Regions from separate parts of the Mus musculus genome. Here region 2 is linked to region 1. Evidence: chromatin contacts called from public HiChIP or PLAC-seq data. All regions are on one chromosome and are shown on one strand. The core of a region is the stretch at or near the end of the contact, and the rest is flanking DNA. Distances in the headings are between cores, read along the strand shown.

Region 1 (4,967 bases), core at 1,078-3,577:
AGCAATGTAGACAGATAGATTCCATGCAATAACCAAGGCTTTTGTTCAGGTATACAAACTGTCTCAAAACTTAGAACTCAACCATCCTAACATGTAACTCTCGATCGTCAGAAGAACTGAAAGAGTCCTGAACAACCCTGTGCTCATTCCCAGCAGAACTGTCTGCAAGGTGGGGAGGTGAGACTGCCCCAAGCTCGCCTTCAGGCGGCCCTGAGCAAGGCTTCAGTGCACTCTCTGGGGCTTGTGCAGCACAGGCTCTCGACGGCACTTTGTTCAACATACTACCAGAAACCCTGCACACAAGAAGACTAAAACAACTTTTTTCCCCAAAGAAATAAAACTGTCTCCATTTGCAGACTAGATAATTGTGTTTGTAATAACAAAGAGGGATAAAAAAAGAAAAAGTGAATTACTTAGAATAAGTAAGTTTCGCAAATTTGCAAATACAAACTCAACCCCCAAATAGAATCATATTTCTATATATTAACATAAATATGTGAGAAATTATCCAAATTTAATGAAATACTTAGGTGCTGTATAGCACACATATACTAAAATCTACAAAAAGATGACAAAGGAAACCAAAGCCTCCATAATTAGTGATGCAGCTACTGGCAAGCTGCCCTGCTCCAGTAATAGCTCACCACCCATCTTGAAAGTAGCCCTAACTCTACTTGGTGGGCCACAAAGCAACAAGATATGGTGCACGTGGGCATGGGCATGGCGGGCGGGGAGTGGGAGACAACGGCCTTGCTAGGAGGAAAGAGTTTGGCGGGACCTGCAAGGGGTGGACGAGAGCAATGACGACAGGGGCTGAAAGAAACTGAAGGGCACTATCTACATGCAAGAAACCAAACAAGTTTAGAAAATATTTTCCGATGGAAAAATACTTTTAAAAAGTCTAAATGGACTGCCTGGAGTGGTGGCGCACACCTTTAATCCCAGCACTTGGGAGGCAGAGGCAGGTGGATTTCTGGTCTACAGAGTGAGTTCCAGGACAGCCAGGGCTACACAGAGAAACCCTGTCTCGAAAAAACAAAACAAAACAAAACAAAACAAAACAAACAAATAAAAGGTCTAAATGGGCAAACATGCCATACTCATTGGCTGAGAAATGTAAATATGTCCAATCTTTTCATTAGATCCTATGAAAATCTCAGGACAGCTTTCTGTACACACAGACTAACTTGACAGTATTTTTTGACTTTCAAAAGGTTTGATGCGAGTATGAAAATGGTATCATTGAAGAGCTCTGGAAAGCCTTTCTTTCACAAAAAGCGACCAACAATTGAAAGAGTGCTGGCTCACATTCTAAAAGACACCAAAAATACCCAGCGGAACTGGTGGCATTTACCTGGCTCCTCTCCCATTCTCTTCTCTCTGGCTTTGTGGCAACTCTATCACCAGTCACCTCCACAGTGGGAACCAGCCTGGCAGTCACCAGGGAGGCAGGAAGGCCTGGCAGGCCTTCAAAGGTTCACTTCCAAAGAGCTGTCTACGTGACCTGTACGCTGAGTCCCTGTGAGGCTCCACCTGGACAGCTTTGATCTGACACAGAGCTGTCTATCTATAGAAAGTTTGGACCCTAGGAACATTGGTCAGAGAGATCAAGGTGTTTCAGGTTTGCTTTTAATCTAAACCGATTTCATCCTGTAGGGCAAATAACTATTAGGGAAAAGTTTCTGACATTTTTACTAAAGACTGAGCCTTGTTTTGCTGGTGTAAAACACTGCGACACAGCAACAAGCCTAAAAAGGAGGCAGAGAGAGAGCCTGGCTGCTGTTCCTCCGCACACACATCCCTGTTACCTGCAGAGAGCTGGCTCCAAACGGACCCTGGGAATAATTCTCAAAGCACACAGCTCCCCTGACCGAGGATGGCTGCGAGCGTATTCCTATGTCTCCCTAGACCCTGCAGAGCCCTATGAGGCCAGGCCTGAGAACAGAGGTGGTGAGCAGGAGGCCCTCAGGCAGTACAGAGCTTTTGTTGATGCCCATCACCTGCTGTAACTCCAACATGACATCATAGGCCTTCCAGAACTTTAAATCTTCTGACCATTTCATTTTTAAGAAACACAAATAATCATTGTCTTTTAAGGAAATAAAAGTTTAGTTTTGCAGTTTACACAAGCTTGGCTGTGCAGCAGAGCCCTGGAAGCCACAACAGCAAGAGGACCAGAGGCTGAAGCTGAGAACATCACAAGTGCTGAAGGATGCAGAAGAACCAGAAGAAACAGTGTGAGCTCAGGGCTGGAGGGGATCCTCCCACTGGTACAAATGAGAGCCTTGACAACACAGTCATGGGGCACAGTGCCAGACACTGGTAATCTCGGCAGAGGAATGGGTAGAGAAGCCAGCCTGCTCTACATGGTGAGGATGAGTTCTAGTCCACCCAGGCCTACAGACCCTGTCTCAAAACAATACAGGCACACGCGCGCGCGCGCGCACACACACACACACACACACACACACACACACACTCCACCCACGACTCCCACCCCCTTGTACTGCTCTCCATTTTAAAACAAGACCATGAGTAAAAAGAGAATATATGAACCCTGAAAAAAGCCAAGGTCAGAAAGCAAACCCCTGTAAGCACAGCCTGCCCGGGCATACACACTGCACCTGCCCGGGCATACACACTGCACCTGCCCGGGCATACACACTGCAGCAACTTTTCATCAAGGAAGTGGCTCTCTGGGAGCAGGCGACCAGAACCCAAGAGGTAGAGCGAATCCAGCTCGCTTTGCCTTTGGACTACATCACTGGCCCTTGGGGTTTTGTTTTTGTTTGCTTGTTTTGCTTTTTTGTTTTAAGAAAGAGCTCATCTTGTAGATTAAGCTGGCCTTGAAATCATGATCTTCGGGCCTCAACCTCTCAAGTGCTGGGATTACAAGTATGTGTAAGGAAGTTCTGTTTGATCTCGAGAGAGGGTGGGTGGGATGACATTGTTTGGTGGTGAGTTTCAAACTAAAGACCATGCCCCTGTTAGGCAAGCTCTTTACCACTGAGTGGCAGCGCAAGCCTCTCAAAATTTTAAGTCAACAACAAAAGGACAGCACCAGGTTTTGTTCTGTTTTCTAAATCTTTTCTATAAAATCTACCTTAATTGCATTTCAATACTATATAAGCATGGGGTAAGATAATGTATATCCCAGAACTTCATACTTAACAGCTCTTTTATGTGTAAAAATTCTTTTTGTATGGGTTTGTCTGCATGTACATGCAAGCCAGAGGCCAGCCTCAGATGGTGTGCCTCGGGAGACATGCACCTTGGGTGTTTGTTGTTGAGACAGGTTCTCTCGTTGGCCTGGAGCCCACCAAATAAGCCAGGTTGGCAATGAGCTCCAGATCTGCCTCTGCCTCTCTGGTGCTGGGATCACAAGCGTGTGTCACTGTGCCTGGCTTTCTTACATGAGTGCTGGGGAGTGAGTGACTTATAGTCTCATGCTGGCAAGGCACAGCTCACCAAGCCCACAGCCCATACAATCTGTCAATACTGCCTGCATGTGTGGTGAGGGAAGTGAGGCGCAAACAAAGCCGCTAAGGGAACTGCCAACTGTGGTCATCTACTTGCCCAGCATGCTCCTCCCCATACACTTCTAACGTTTGAAATTATTCCAAACAAGCTTAGACCAGGTGTAATAGTATAACACACCTGTAATTCCCGACACTCTGGAGGCTGAAGGGGAGGATTACAAATTCTTGCTACAGAAGGGGGGAACAGGGAAAGATAGGGGAAGAAAAAAACATTTACAAAAAGAAAAGGCACTTATGTAGACATAAAAAAAATCTAACACTAGATAGCTACATGTGTTTTTACAAGGCATATCAAGGTGCAGTAGATTCACTTAAGTATGCCATGTGAGAAGTGCTGGTTACAAAGGTGACTAGTGTCCTTACTGCTACCACAACTGTTACAGTAATAATAAACTTTTTGGTCCCACCCGTCAATGGTAGCAGCCCTTGGGAGAATGAACCCCGAATCTCACTGGGCAGCACAGTAGAGCTGACCCTGGTGGTGGGGGAAGTGGGTATGCTGGCCCTGAGGGCATGAGGGCAGAAGAGCAGGCTACAGCTCTTGCTGGCCCAGCTAGCCAGTGGGGCATTGGAGCAGTGCTGGAGAGCAGGCCCTGGAGGTGTAAATGCAGGAGAGCTGGCAGGCTGACCAGCTCAGCCACCACCCAGGCCCAGATCCAGGACTCTGAACTGTTTCACCCCAACATCTATCTACACCATCTATGAACTGCCAGAGCCTGTGAAGGGTTTGGGACTGCAGATCCAAAGCTGTGGGACCTCCATGACAAAGGGCAACAGGAAATCTGGGAGGAATCCCAGTGAAGAACCGGTATTGATGGTGTAGCAGAAGCCAGAGGACTCAAAGCAAACCAGGGACCCACTGCAATGAACTTCTGCAAATAAAGAAGTGTGGACAAAGGGTTTACTGTGTGACACACCACAGCTTCCACATGACATTTTGCTTTGTTTTTATCTTTATTTTTATTTCTTTTGTGGGAGGAAATTGCAAGGGTGGAAGGTGGATATGGAGGGGCAGGGAGATGAGTGGGATTAAGGTGCTTGATGGGAAATTCACAATAAAAAATTAAAAATAGGGGCTGGAGAGATGGCTCAATGGTTAAAGCACTGACTGTTCTTCCGAAGGTCCTGAGTTCAAATCCCAGCAACCACATGGTGGCTCACAACCATCCATAATGAGATCTGACACCCTCTTCTGGTGTGTCTGAAGACAGCTACAGTGTACTTAGATATAGTAATAAATAAATAGTTTTATAAAAAGTTAAAAATAATAAGCTTTTGACATATATGTAAGAATAGTGGTATTACAGCTATCTTTAAAATGTCAGTTAAAGTCAGACATGATGGCACATGCCTCTAACTCCAGCACTTGGGGAGGTAGAGGCAGGAGGATCTCTTTGAGTTTGAGACCAGCCTGATCTACAATGAGTT
Region 2 (4,967 bases), core at 906-3,405, 150 kb after region 1:
ACCCGGAGCTCTCTGGTTGGTTAGACTGGATGGCCAGCAGGCCCTGGACATGCTCCTGTCTCTAGCTCCCCACATTTGGGATTTCAGTTATGCTGATGAGGTTGCCTTCTTTATGTGGGTACCAGAGATCCAAACTTGGGTCCTCAGGTTTGGACAGCAGGCATTTTACTAACTCACCCTCTTCTCGCCCCCTTCTCTTTTTTTTAGTGATTGGCTCCTTTATTCATTAGGGGATTGGTTCCAAGAAGTCACCTGAGTAGTGGCTCACTCCTTGTCTGAAACCCCTCCCAGGAGAATGGAATTAGCATCAAACTACAAACAGCACCAGACCCATCCACAACCCTTCCCCCTTTCAGTTCTAATAAAAAACAAAACCTTCCTCTCAAATATAAATAGTACACAACTGTTATCATTTTGTAATTTGTAAAGTATAAGACAGACCTAACACCCAGTCCATTATTTAAGTCATGAAGATGGAACGTTGTCATCTACCCTAAGTTATAGACTTATGATTCTATCCTGACTGATGGCCTGGCTTTAGATTGTGTGCCGTCTGAAAACCATTCTCTCAAGCCTGCTCTCTCACAGTAAATGGCCTGGGTTGGCTATGAGACTGTTAGTGGTTTTTCAACCCCATCAGAAATCTGAGAATGACCAACATTACCTAAAAATACATAGGAAGCCTAACACAGCTTCCAGAACTGAGACAAATTGTAGAGACAGCGGCCTACCCATACAGCCCCAGTAAGTCAGGAAGATGGAGCAGGTCTTCAGCCTTCTGGCCCAGGAGCATCTGACAGACCTTAGAGAAACAGGAATATTAAGGACTAGCCTATTCTCAGCAGAACTAAGCTGTCCTAACCTGTAAACTGTGTCCTTTCAGGAACAGTACAGGTCTGCAGGAGAGATTGGTAATTTTCTGCCCAGTGGCCACCTAGCCACAAATGTACAGCCTCACCTGGAGGTGCGATGCTCAGTTGCTTTTTTGAATCCACAAATGGGAAGCTGTTAGGAGTAGATTTGTCTCAACAAGTGAATGAGTAACATTAAATTCAAATTCCGTGGATTTCTGATGTTTTTGAGAACCAACTATCTATGTAAAGTAATCTGGACTCTTCTCCGTTAACTACTCTCAGCTGTTTCTCTTCTTTTTTTTTTCTTCAGATTTATTTATTTATTATATGTGAGTACACTGTAGCTGTCTTCAGACACACCAGAAGAGGGCACCAGATCTTGTTATAGATGGTTGTGAGCCACCATGTGGTTGCTGGGAATTGAACTCAGGACCTTCAGAAGAGCAGTCAGTGCTCTTAACCACTGAGCCATCTCACCAGCCCCTACTCTCAGCTATTTCTAATTAAAATCTCTGAAAACACCCAAATGATAAACTCAGAGCCATGAATTTGCTATTTGGCCTTTAACTCACAGGCTTAATAATCTCAGATCAGTTTATAATAACAGTAATAGAAGGACTGGGTCTAAGCCCTGTACTTTAAAATTTTTAGTATCAATAGAAGTAATTTATACCAATGAAACCTTGATTTTGCATCAAAATAATTTCTGTACCAAAATAAGAAACTATGACTTCAACTTAGTAACAATGAAAAAGATTTCTACTGTTGTGCCCTGAATCCATAGGAAACCCAGATGAGTCGAAAAATTTTGAAGTCCATTGCAACTCGAAAAAGAATCTTCTATTGTTTCAAGTTTGAACTCAGTTTGTCCACCTAGCACTCACTGTGTGAATGCTGGCAAGCAACCCTGAATCCAGGAAACATTGGGTTTGTATACAATATAGTTAGGAATAGAGTGAATATTCACAGAAAAGGGGAGTAGAGGGTGGAATAGTACTGAAGTGGGAGGGGGTTTAAAGGGTGTCTGTTCAAGGACTAATTTTATAGCCAGTCCCAGTCGTAACTATCTGTGATCTGACCTCTGATACCTTTTTTTTTTCTTCCACGGTTTCCCTTAAGCTAGTTATTTCTCTAAGGTCTCAAGGACAGGCACCTGGAGTTTTGCTGCTTATCAGCAGGAGTGTTGGTTTTTTGTTTTTTTTGTTTTTTTTTTTTTTTGAGACAAGGCGTGGGGTGTGTGTGTTGGATTTTATGGGTAGAGCCATTCTAATGCTAAGGGAGGGGAAGGGAGCCCCTGGCTGCTGCAGGAGGACGCAGCACAGAAACCAGCTGTCTGCATATTGTGCTTGCTGCGATGGGAGGGAGGATGGGAGCCTCTGTCTGGCAATGCAGAGGCAAACTGTACACAACACTGAAGTCTCTCTAGCATCAGTAATTCAGTGGTTACAACACTACCAAGTGAGATTATGGCTATGCATCAATTCTAGCTATTCTTTCTTGTTCTAATTATGACCATTTCCATATTCCCTAGAAAGACAACCTATAATAACTCCCTCTAGCCCCAGAGTCCAGGGAACTGGGTCGGTGACTATTTCTTCAAGCTGAATATGGCCATTGAGATATTTTGAAGGGGGGGGGAGGGGGTAGGGAAAATAGAAGAGTTGGTTGGCCTTAAGAAGGCCACACTAATGATTGATTTAGTCTCTGATGTCTGTGTCCTGCACAATCCTGTGTGGATGCACACGGGTGTGCTTGCATCTGAAAGTCTAAGACACCCGAAGTTCAAGCAGAGACTCAACAAGGCAGTATATTCTGTAATATACAAATCTCAAAACAAAATCTTAGTATCATCAAGATAATGTTTTCGTTTGATTTTGTGGAATCTATTTCTTCAGGGGGTCTTCTTCTATCAAATTTGATCCATATTACTCTGGAAGGTGTATAGACACTAATCACCTTTTCTAAAATTGCAAAGACAAAACCTTTCTCCCAAATCAGCATACCCTTGAGCCAGTAACCAGACTTTTTTTTTTTTTTGACCTCTCTCCCAGAGGAATAACATAACCACAAAACTTAACATCACACCCATTTTGAAAGTTAAAACAATCTAAAACACATGAAGTAAACTAAAATACTGTATATGCCTATTCTTAGGCCTTTTATATTTTGCCAGGCAGGATAATAACTAAGAATTCCTGTGGAGCCCACATTAGACAGAATTTGAGTATCCTGTTAAGATGTATTAGAGCAATGTATCCTTATATCGTCTATCTGTTCAGCTCTCTGCCTGGAGCCACAGACATTTATTTTATTAATACCCGTTCACTGCCCTATCTACTTCAAGTCAGTGACTAATTTTTCCCTATCCTAGTTCCAAAGTAGGAGAAATTCCCCACGTTATTCAGACAGAATCTGTATATAAATAAAATCTGTATATAAATAAATCTAAAAGCAAATAATCCCAATTTTATAAATTCACAGTTCAATCAATCTCTGCCCCAAGAAGTAGGCAACTTCCATTCTACAGCTCTCTGACTCAGAGCCTGCCAGCAGTTTCTTTCAATTCCTGCCCTTGAGTCCACGTGACTTGTCTCATGTGACTCACCTCAGTGCTACTCAGCTACTCAAAAACAAAAAACAAAACAAACAAACAAACAAAAAAACCAAAACAAAACAAAAAAACAAAACCTAATACTTAGGCTAATAATCTTAAATTTCTAGTGGATTCTTGCCAAACATGTTGGTTCATCACCTGTTGCAGTAAATATTTAAAAAAAAAAAAATGAACTGGCATGTTCCTGTGCTTGTGGGGGCAACTCTCTGCCCCCATGGCCTGGTCCGCCATGCACTGGCAGGCAATGGCCCGACCTGATTTTATCTCGCAGAGACTCTGACTCAGAACTCCAAAATCTCTCCACCCAGCTCTCTAGGTTCCCACTGGTGGGTTGCTACCACACCAACCCCATGCTTCAAATCCCTCACGGCCTTTGTGGTGCACCTCAGGCAAACCTATCCATGCTTTGCCACCATAACTTTCTCTCTTGAACCCGGACAAACCACGGCATGAAGGAAAACACAACATAAACTTAGTTCAGAAACGATGGTAACTCAATCGTTGGGCACAGCAACTAAAATTCTAATCTTGTAAAACCTTATTAAATCTAAATCCTCTGGAGGCGAATCCTGATGGATCGACCACTGAAACCAGGAGACACTCGTAGCTACATCTTGTCCTCATGCTATCCCTGTCAAAAAGAACCTAACTCTCTCCTGCTTCCTCTCTTCCTCCATCCAATCCGGAAGTCTCTCGGCCCCTCTCTTAATGCTTTTAAAGCACTAGTCAACACTTGTACCTTTTTGTCTGACCCATGCCACTCCAACTATGTCTCCTGGTCACCATGCCTGTGGGAGGTCATGGTGCTTTGACATTAGGTATTAGATCCTTGGTAAACTTGCCCGAACAGGACAGGCGTGTCTGCACTGGCTCACACATTTTCTCGATGACTCTCGAAGAACTGGCAGCTTGGTTTCCCTTCTCTCCCAGGTGACTTCTGGTTGACACTGAAGGCCAACACTCCCATGGTGGCGTTAATCACTGTCTGGTGACTATGATCCCTTTCAGGGTTTCCGCAGAGCCGGTGAAATGGCAGGAGTACGCCATCCTTGTGACCGAGCACTCCATAGCTGCTGCTATCAGCTGGATTGAGAAAATGACTTTTGAGCCAAAGCCTGTGAGAGAGGTTAGCGGCCTAGATGCTCTGCTGGAAGCTGGGAAAGACAAAACCGTAAGTGTGTATCCATGGCTGGCCCAGGTCACCAAGGTGGCTTCGAGCTTAACTGTATACTCTCTGTGTCTCCACGATACTGGTCCAGGCCTCCTCCTAGTTGCTCTTCAGGGAAACTGGAGCATCATCATTGAGAGTACCTGCCTTAGTTTCCTGTCCAGTTGCTATGGTAACATACCCTGATCAAAAGCAAATTGTGTGTGTGTGTGAGATGGTTTATTTCTGATGGTTGGTTCCAGGTTACAGTCATCATAGTGGGGATGTCACAGCAGTAGGAGCTCAAGGGAGCTGGTCACATTGCACCTGCAGTCAAGGGCAGAGGGAAAGG

What was found. HiChIP or PLAC-seq counts read pairs in DNA pulled down with a chosen protein or histone mark.
Region 2: an H3K27ac HiChIP or PLAC-seq map of embryonic stem cells shows a contact between it and region 1, with 8 read pairs. The contact joins two enhancer-like sites. A contact is called at or near these places in 4 of 115 datasets of contacts at active chromatin or transcription factors (all in embryonic stem cells).

What each region holds. Positions count from the first base shown.
Region 1 is chr1:36,901,269-36,906,235 of GRCm38.p6, forward strand. All of the region lies in intron 1 of Tmem131 (transmembrane protein 131), which reads right to left. Among named protein-coding and RNA genes, the nearest start is that of Tmem131, 36 kb to the right of the region's middle. Within about 2 kb of position 2,328, at least 54 of the 459 cell types and tissues checked have an H3K27ac peak or open chromatin away from gene starts, as enhancers often do. A contact at or near this core is called in embryonic stem cells, where this site is marked.
Region 2 is chr1:37,047,241-37,052,207 of GRCm38.p6, forward strand. Vwa3b (von Willebrand factor A domain containing 3B) reads left to right here. Exons shown (of 28, transcript NM_001370828.1): 5 at 4,477-4,639. Among named protein-coding and RNA genes, the nearest start is that of Gm39626, 3.4 kb to the left of the region's middle. Within about 2 kb of position 2,156, at least 6 of the 459 cell types and tissues checked have an H3K27ac peak or open chromatin away from gene starts, as enhancers often do. A contact at or near this core is called in embryonic stem cells, where this site is marked.